Linked DNA regions of Mus musculus: region 1 is linked to region 2. The links are chromatin contacts, called in public HiChIP or PLAC-seq maps. All regions are on one chromosome and are shown on one strand. The core of a region is the stretch at or near the end of the contact, and the rest is flanking DNA. Distances in the headings are between cores, read along the strand shown.

Region 1 (4,128 bases), core at 615-3,114, 160 kb after region 2:
GGCAGTGATCTACAGACCAGGCTGGCTAGCTAGACTAACCTGGGTCTGTGATCTCCGTGCTCACTTGAATAATATAGAAAGTGATTGAGGAAAATGCCAGGTGGCAACGTCACAACTTCAGGCACACACACACACACCTGCACACACATGTGTCCCCATGCCTATACATGTGAACATACATACACACCCATGCATACCACACAAATACATACATGCAAAAAAGGCAGGTGGAGTTGGAGAGATTGCTCAATCATTAAGAGCACTGGCTGCTCCCACAAAGGATCTGGGTTCAGTTTCCAGCACCCACATGGCAGGCCACAACTATCTGTAACTCCAGTTCCCAAAGATCCAACAACCTTCATAGGCACTTGCAGGCAAAGCATACACACACACTCACACACACACACACACACACACACACACACACACATATACACACGCACACACATATGTTTAATATATGTGTGTATGTATGTATGTATGTATATGAATTTTAAAGAGTCATGCTTTCAGGGCCCCTCTGAGGTAGAGATCTATGTAGAGCAAGAGATCTATGTAGCCTCCACTCACACCCTACTAGCATTTATGTCTTGGCTAGGTATACTAGCTGTTGTCCCCCTCCTGCTCCTTGATAAATAGTCTGTTTTTCCATGTGGTGTTTGTCTCTTGTCGAGAATGTGCAGGTCTGAACTCTTCTAAGATTATCTTTACAGTGGATTTCCTGCTGGTGGTAGATCTGCTTGCTCCCCAATGAGCAATAATTCACATGGCCCAAGAGCACAGATAATACCGCCGTCCATGATGTAGGTGGCCTTGGCAGCCCCCTGCTCCTTCTGTCTGGGTGGGAAGCTGCAAACGTTAACCCCAGCTGGCATGCACCCAACATCCCTCTCATGGTCAGAAAGCCAGAACTGAGTTGGCGTTGAGTGGGTGGGAAGCTCATTCATCCATCAGCTACGTGTTGGGCCTCCTGTGCGTACCAGGCAGTGGATGCGTTCCAGGCACACAGATAACACAGCGGATGGGGCAGCTCTTGAGACCCAGCCAACGATAACATGGGAGCTTTGTTCTGGGGCAGCAGTAATGAGTGAGCCAGTGGGACCATAAGAGAAAAGTATGCAGTCTAATTTAGGAAGGCCTTTGGGCTGTGTGTGTTCATGGGGTCGTGGTATGTGTACATGTTTGCTTATATGTGTGTGTAAGCCAGAGGACAACCTTGAATGTTACTCTTCAGGAGATATTTCCTTGTCTATTGAGATAGGGTCTCTTTCCTGCTGGTGGTAGATCTGCCCACTCCCCAGTGTGCAATAATTCAGTCACCCCAGTGCATAGATAATACTGACATCCATGATGTAGGTGACCTTGGCAGACAGACCCCTGCTCCTACTGTCCGGGTGGGAATCTGCAAACGTTAACCCTGGCCTGAGCCTCGCCGTCTTAACTAGGCCAAGGAGTCAGTGAGCCCCAGGGGTCCTCCTGTCTCTACCTCTCCAGAGCTAGGCGATAGGTGTGCACCACCAAACACAGATTGGTCTTGCTCTCCCTGTTTTTGTTTTTGTTTTGTTTTGTTTTGCTTTTTAGCCTGGGTTCTCTCACTCAGCATAGGTTCTCCTGCTTGTGCAGGGAACACGTTACTGACTGAGGCTGAGTTTTAACCAAAAGCTCTATTTATTGAAAGTCTGTTCTCAGTGGTAGTTGCTGGCTGGGTCTGTGGAAAGGGGAGAGTCCTTTGCCTCTGCATTCAGTCTGCTGAGCCACGCCTGTCCAGAGCCTCCACTGGCCATGGGCATCCCTGGAAGCCAGGACTGCTCCTCTGCTCAGACACACGGCTACACAGTATTTGACCCCTTGTCAGAATGCCAAGGCCCATTCTGATCATAACTAGCATAGTCCAAGAGGGAACTGTCCTGCCTCCACAACCCCAGCCAACAGGCCCTTGTGCCAGCCTGGATTTTCTCCCCTGATATAACTAAGCCCACTGGCATTTGCTTTGATTAAGATTATGGTATGATTGGTATCTCTGAGATTCAGGCCCAAAATATGTAACAGAGCTTAGGATGATGGGAAAGCCAAACATTCACTGATGGAAAACCAGGTGTCACCAAGAGGGCTGGATGTGAGACCTGGCTAATATTTGCACTCTCTATGTACAACAGCCCCTGGCTGGAGGAGAGGAGGTTTCCTGCCTTGTGTGGAGACCGGAGATGGGTCAGGCCTGGTGAACAAAAACTGCAGAAGGCCTCTGTCCCCTTCCTGCCCTTCTTCACCCTACATGCTCTGGCTGGCCCAGCCTTGTCCGTGGAGTGACAGAGCTCACCAACAGGAAACATGCAGTAACTGCATAGACATGTAACGGGTCCAGACTTCGCCCCAAAGCAAACCTCACAAGCGTGGGGTTTGGAGCAGGCTCTGAAATGACCGTCATTGTCTGGCTATGTGGAGCAAGAAGCACTGTGGAGGGTGAGATAAAGTGTGGATTTGGGCTGAGGAAGCTGGTTGTCTCCAGGCATGTCCAGAGAGGAAGCCAGCTCTGCCGCCCCCACCCCCACCCCACCCCCATGTACTCTCCAAAATCTCTGGGGGTGAGTCAAATCTCAGCAGTGACTTCATTTCCTCTAACTGGGTGTCTACAAACTCTTTGAACGGTTCCAGCCAGTAAACTATACTGATTGCAGTGTGGGAGCTTCTGATACGCTTGATCGAGTCTTCCTCTGGGACCTTGGCAGCCTAGGGGAGTGAGACGGCCAGAGGATGGAGTGTTTGTTCAAGCAGGGGGATGTGTTTTTAAGATAACATTTAATCCCAAGTAGAGGGACGTTTCCAGATGTCTCAGCAACATCCGACAGTGAGTGAGGAGCGGGTGATGGTCTCCTCCATTGTTGCCTAGGTGAACAGTTTCACCTATTCGTCTATACCTACCCGCCCATCCCCCACCCCCACTCACCCACCCACACCCTCACCTGTGAGCTCCTGCCTCTGCTGGACTACTGCCATGTTTTCAGGTCTTAGGCAACACGGAGACTATGCACAAAATTAGATGTTTATGTGCCTATCTAGGTCACCATGTGTCCCCTTCTTCTGTCCTAACAGACCATGTCCTCCCTGAAAGAGCACAGGATCTTCTTCAACATGCAGCAACTTGGCATGGACCTTGTACAAATTCCTGACTCTTCTTTACCCATGGCCCCAGTGCCAACAAGACCAGTGCTTTTAAGACCCTCAGCATCTGGGTGCAGACTAGCTCTCCTCTTTCCCTCCCCTTCCACCCCTCTTTCTCTCTGAATGGGCTCCATCAGCCGAGACAGTTGGTTTTCTTTTTATTCTACCAAACCAGAAGCAGCACCGCACAGTAGGCTTGGGAGGGAGAGCATCAAGCTTTAGATCCTGGCTTCATCCCTTTCGTTCTGACCCCATGGACCAGTTAGTTACCTTGTGGCTTTGTGCCCTGATTTCCCCATTTGGGAAGTGGTCAGAGTAAAGGTTCTCTTGTAGGAGTAATTCAGTTCCTGAATTGGAGAAGTCAAACACATGAACCTGGTGGGTGCTCCACAAATGTGGGTTACAGTGGATAACAATGTTGATGATGATGACGGTGGTGGTGGTGATATAGATGTCGATGATGATGGTTATGGCATGGAAAGCCCCTTCTCTGATGTCCCTTACAGCCTATCATGCAGAATTAGCTTTTCCCCTTTTGTGTATGAAACAGAACAAACTACAAGGCATTCTACTTATTTAAAGTTCAAATTTGCCCCATGGCCTGAGAGTCTCTAGAAGCAAGCACTAGTTTTCAGTAATAAGACTCCAATATTCAGGGCTAGAGAGCTGGCTCAGTGGTTAGGAGCACTGAGTGTTCTCTGGGAAGATCCAGGTTCAACTCCTAGCACCCTCAGGGTACCTCTCAACCATCTGTAACTCCAGCCAGGGGCTCTAGTGCCCCCTTCTGGCCTCCATGAGTACCAGGCATGTGCCTGATGGCACAGACATACATGCAGGCAAGGCATTCAAATGTATAATACAATTTAAAACTTTGTAAAAACAAAACAAAATCAAAAAACCCAAGAATCCAACATTTATACCAGTGTGTGGCACACTTCTTTTTAATTACCTTTTTCTCATACAATTTTT
Region 2 (3,638 bases), core at 878-3,377:
ATCAGTGTGAGTTATCTGTCCCATGCTCCACATTCAAGTAAAATGTTCCAGACTTCTAGGCCCAAAGCCAGGCTCTTGCAGGACACAGACTCTACAGCCTGACGGGGACTTGGGTTTTGAGCTTGAGCAAAGCTGCATTCTCAGAGATGATCTCTGCCACCCAAGCCGAGTCCTCCTGGCTCCCTGCTTGGGGAAATCATGTGATAGCTCATAAACGGAATACAGAAAGTGATAAAGCCTTGTGGACACAGAACATGCCTAATTCAGCATGTCTCCTGACTCCTTGGCTGGGTTCTCCAAGTCTCCTGACCCAATCCCCACCCCTTCCCAGCGTCAGCTGCTGTTCCTACCATGGCCTGGCATTCGAAATAAGTGTTCTGCAGTTCTTAAGGCTCTTGTCTTCTTGGCTTTGAACAAACAATGCTTTAGTGAGGAATGCCCCTCCCCCATGCAACTGATTCTCAGACACCCTTGCAAATACAGCCTAATCGCCGCCTCTTCCAGGAAGCCCATCAAGAATGCAAAGGGCTTGAGTCTCCCCTGCTTTCAAGATGAGAAGGAAGCCCTCCTGTCTTACACAAGACCCTGGGGTGGGAGAGGAAGGCTTTGTTTTGTTTTTTCTGTTTTTTGTTTGTTTGTTTGTTTGTTTGTTTTCTCAAGACAGGGTTTCTCTGTATAGCCCTGGCTGTCCTGGAGCTCACTTTGTAGACCAAGCTGGCCTCAAACTCAAAAATTTGCCTGCCTCTGCCTCCCGAGTGCTGGGATTAAAGGCGTGTGCCACCACGCCCGGCTAGACGAAGGCTTTGATGGCAGCTGCACAGAAGCAGTGTGAACCTACCGTCTGGCTCCCTAAGCTGCATGCACACATTGGGGAAATGCTACCTGTTGCACCTTATGCCTGAGGACCTGGAAACATAAAGAATAAAAGCTTTGGTGCTGGAGCACATCACCTTCTGATAGAGAGAGACCTTGCCTCCCTCCCACATCTTCAATACCCTAAAGTCTAGAACAACGGGGCAGTTAGTGTCTTGGCTTACAGAGCAAGCAGATTCCCTACCAACCCACCCAACAAATTCCTCTCAGGCTGCTCTACTTAGTTCAGTCTCTGCCTCAGAAACCATGTGGTATACACCCATATACTTGAGAGGCTGAGGCAGGAGTCTAGGACCAGACTTGGCTATGACAGCCATAGCAAGACCCTGTGTCACAGTGAAAGAAATTGGGCTGGAGAGGTGTCTCAGTGGTGAAGACCATATACTGCTCTTCCAGAAGATCTGAGTTCCATCCCCTGAACCCATACCAGGTAGTTCATAACTGCCTATAACAGCTCCAGGGGAACTGACACCCTTTTCAGGCCTCCTTTCACTCACGTGCATATAAACACAAATACACACACACACACACACACACACACACACACACACACATTAAATCCTAAAAAAGAAATAAACTATGCACTCATATTGTAATTACTTATTTGGTTGATTGGTTGGCTGGTTGGCTGGTTGATTGGTTGGTTGGTTGGCTGGTTGGTCGGTTGATTGGTTAGCTGGTTGGTCGGTTGATTGGTTGGTTGGCTGGTTGGTTGGACCTGGGTCCCTTTGATGTTAGACTCTTTTACACTTACCTGCCTGTAATACAATAGGCCAGCAGGAGGAAATGCTAGTGAATGAGTAGTGAATGAGATAAGTGACTAGCGCATGGATTGGAGATAGTCAAAATATAATAACAGGGTCTCATGTAGCTTAGGCTAGTCTTAAACTTACTGTGTAGCCAAGGATAACCCTAAACTCATGATCCTCTTGCTTCTACCTGCTGAATGCTGAAATAACCATTCCTAGCTAGAAGGAAATGTGAGAGACTCACTTTAACCTAAGGGGAAATTAAGACACAAAATCATTAAAACACTAATCAAAGTCACACAGCTAATAGGTGTGTGACCAGCTCTTAATTAACTTGCTAAAGAACTTCTGCTAGGAGCATCTAAACACCCATGGGAAGGGGAGGAATAGGGACGCAGGGTAGAGGGAAGGAGGGCTTGCTGATTTCAGAGGTGGAGGCCACAGTCTCTAAGCTGCCATCACCTCCTCCCCTATGTGACTCAGCCCATGAGTTCACACAGACTGAGCACAGGGATGGGCCTTGCTGGGACTTCCCAGCTCCTTATCTGTCCCCCAACACCCCCCTCTCTCCATGGGACAGCCTGCAATGCAAATCTGACCTTTCTCTGACATTGAGAGAGCTGGCAGAGTGAGCTGAACTTCAGAAGACTCTGTTTGCTTCAATTTCTGCTCAGTGGCCACCCCTTTGAGCTTGCGCACACCACAGACAAGCTCTTCCTTCTGCTTGATCCTCCCTGAGGACCACAAACTGAGACACTCCGTATAGCCAAGGCTGCCCAGAAACAAGCCTGAGAAATTGCTGACATTTTGAGGACAATACTCAGGTGGGAAATTCTGCAGGTCCTCTCCTGACACTAGGTACGTTCAACCTTTACCTAAGAGGCTGACCTCCAGGTTCACACAGCAAACTTGTCTATACAGGAATTATGCATAGTCTACCAGGTCTTTGAGGCTGACTTTAAAGATTATTTTTATTTTATGTGTATGCCACATGTGTGCAGGTACCCATAGAAAGCCAGAAGAAGGAGTTGGATCCCCTGAAGCTGGAGTCACAGACAGTTGTGAACCCTCTGATACGGGACTTAGGAACTCAACTAGGGTCTTCTGCAAGAGCAGCAAGCACCCTTACACTGGGCCATCTCTCTATCCCATTAAAATATTTTCAAAACAGTAATCTATAAGGTCAATACAAACTGAAATTCCTCCAGAGGTTTCTACTGTATATTTTATCACGCTTTTTTTTCTTGTTTTTTTTTTTTTTTTTTTTTTTTTTTTTGAGACAGGGTTTCTCTGTGTAGCCCTGGCTATCCTGGAACTCACTCTGTAGACCAGGCTGGCCTCGAACTCAGAAATTCGCCTGCCTCTGCCTCCCAAGTGCTGGGATTAAAGGCGTGCGCCACCATTGCCAGGCTTTATCACGCTTTTTAATACATACTTTTTTCCTTAAAAATGAGATATTTTTATGTTATACAATATATCTTATACAATTTATATAAGTACCTCTCTGAAATTGATTTTCTTACCAATTTTGTTGAAAACATCCTCTTATCTTTTCATACCAATTTACATTAAACCTAAATAAAACTTATTTACTTACTTGTGTTTTAAAGACAGAGTCTTGAGAGCGGGAGAGCTGGCCCTAACCCTTGTTAGCTGCAGCATTGGGTGCAGAGCTTGCCCTGGTGGTGTGGATGCAGGAGATCAAGCTGGCTGAACAACTCAGCTACCACCCAGGCCCAGATCCAGGGCTTCAAGATGGCCCACCCCAACATCTACCCCGTTAATCAACTGCTGGAACATGTGAAGGCTGCAAGATCCATGACACAGGGCAACAACAGAGTATTAGAGAGGAGTCCCAGTGAGCATCTAGTATTGATAGTGTAGCAGAAGCCAGGACTCATTTGCAGTGAGCATTTGCAAGTAAAGATCTGTGAACAAAAGGGTATAGTGTGTGACAGTTTCCACAGTGAGATTTGTTTGTTTGTTTGTTTGCTTGCTTGCTTGCTTGCTTGCTTA

What was found. HiChIP or PLAC-seq counts read pairs in DNA pulled down with a chosen protein or histone mark.
Region 1: a contact with region 2 is called in an H3K27ac HiChIP or PLAC-seq map of heart atrium, with 5 read pairs. The contact joins two enhancer-like sites. A contact is called at or near these places in 3 of 115 datasets of contacts at active chromatin or transcription factors (double positive thymocytes, heart atrium and pancreatic cancer cells).

What each region holds. Positions count from the first base shown.
Region 1 is chr7:112,297,312-112,301,439 of GRCm38.p6, forward strand. The region is part of intron 3 of Mical2 (microtubule associated monooxygenase, calponin and LIM domain containing 2); the gene reads left to right. Among named protein-coding and RNA genes, the nearest start is that of Mical2, 74 kb to the left of the region's middle. RefSeq lists an enhancer at 514-2,111. Within about 2 kb of position 1,865, at least 108 of the 459 cell types and tissues checked have an H3K27ac peak or open chromatin away from gene starts, as enhancers often do. A contact at or near this core is called in heart atrium and pancreatic cancer cells, where this site is marked.
Region 2 is chr7:112,138,769-112,142,406 of GRCm38.p6, forward strand. All of the region lies in intron 4 of Dkk3 (dickkopf WNT signaling pathway inhibitor 3), which reads right to left. Among named protein-coding and RNA genes, the nearest start is that of Dkk3, 19 kb to the right of the region's middle. Within about 2 kb of position 2,128, at least 27 of the 459 cell types and tissues checked have an H3K27ac peak or open chromatin away from gene starts, as enhancers often do. A contact at or near this core is called in heart atrium and pancreatic cancer cells, where this site is marked.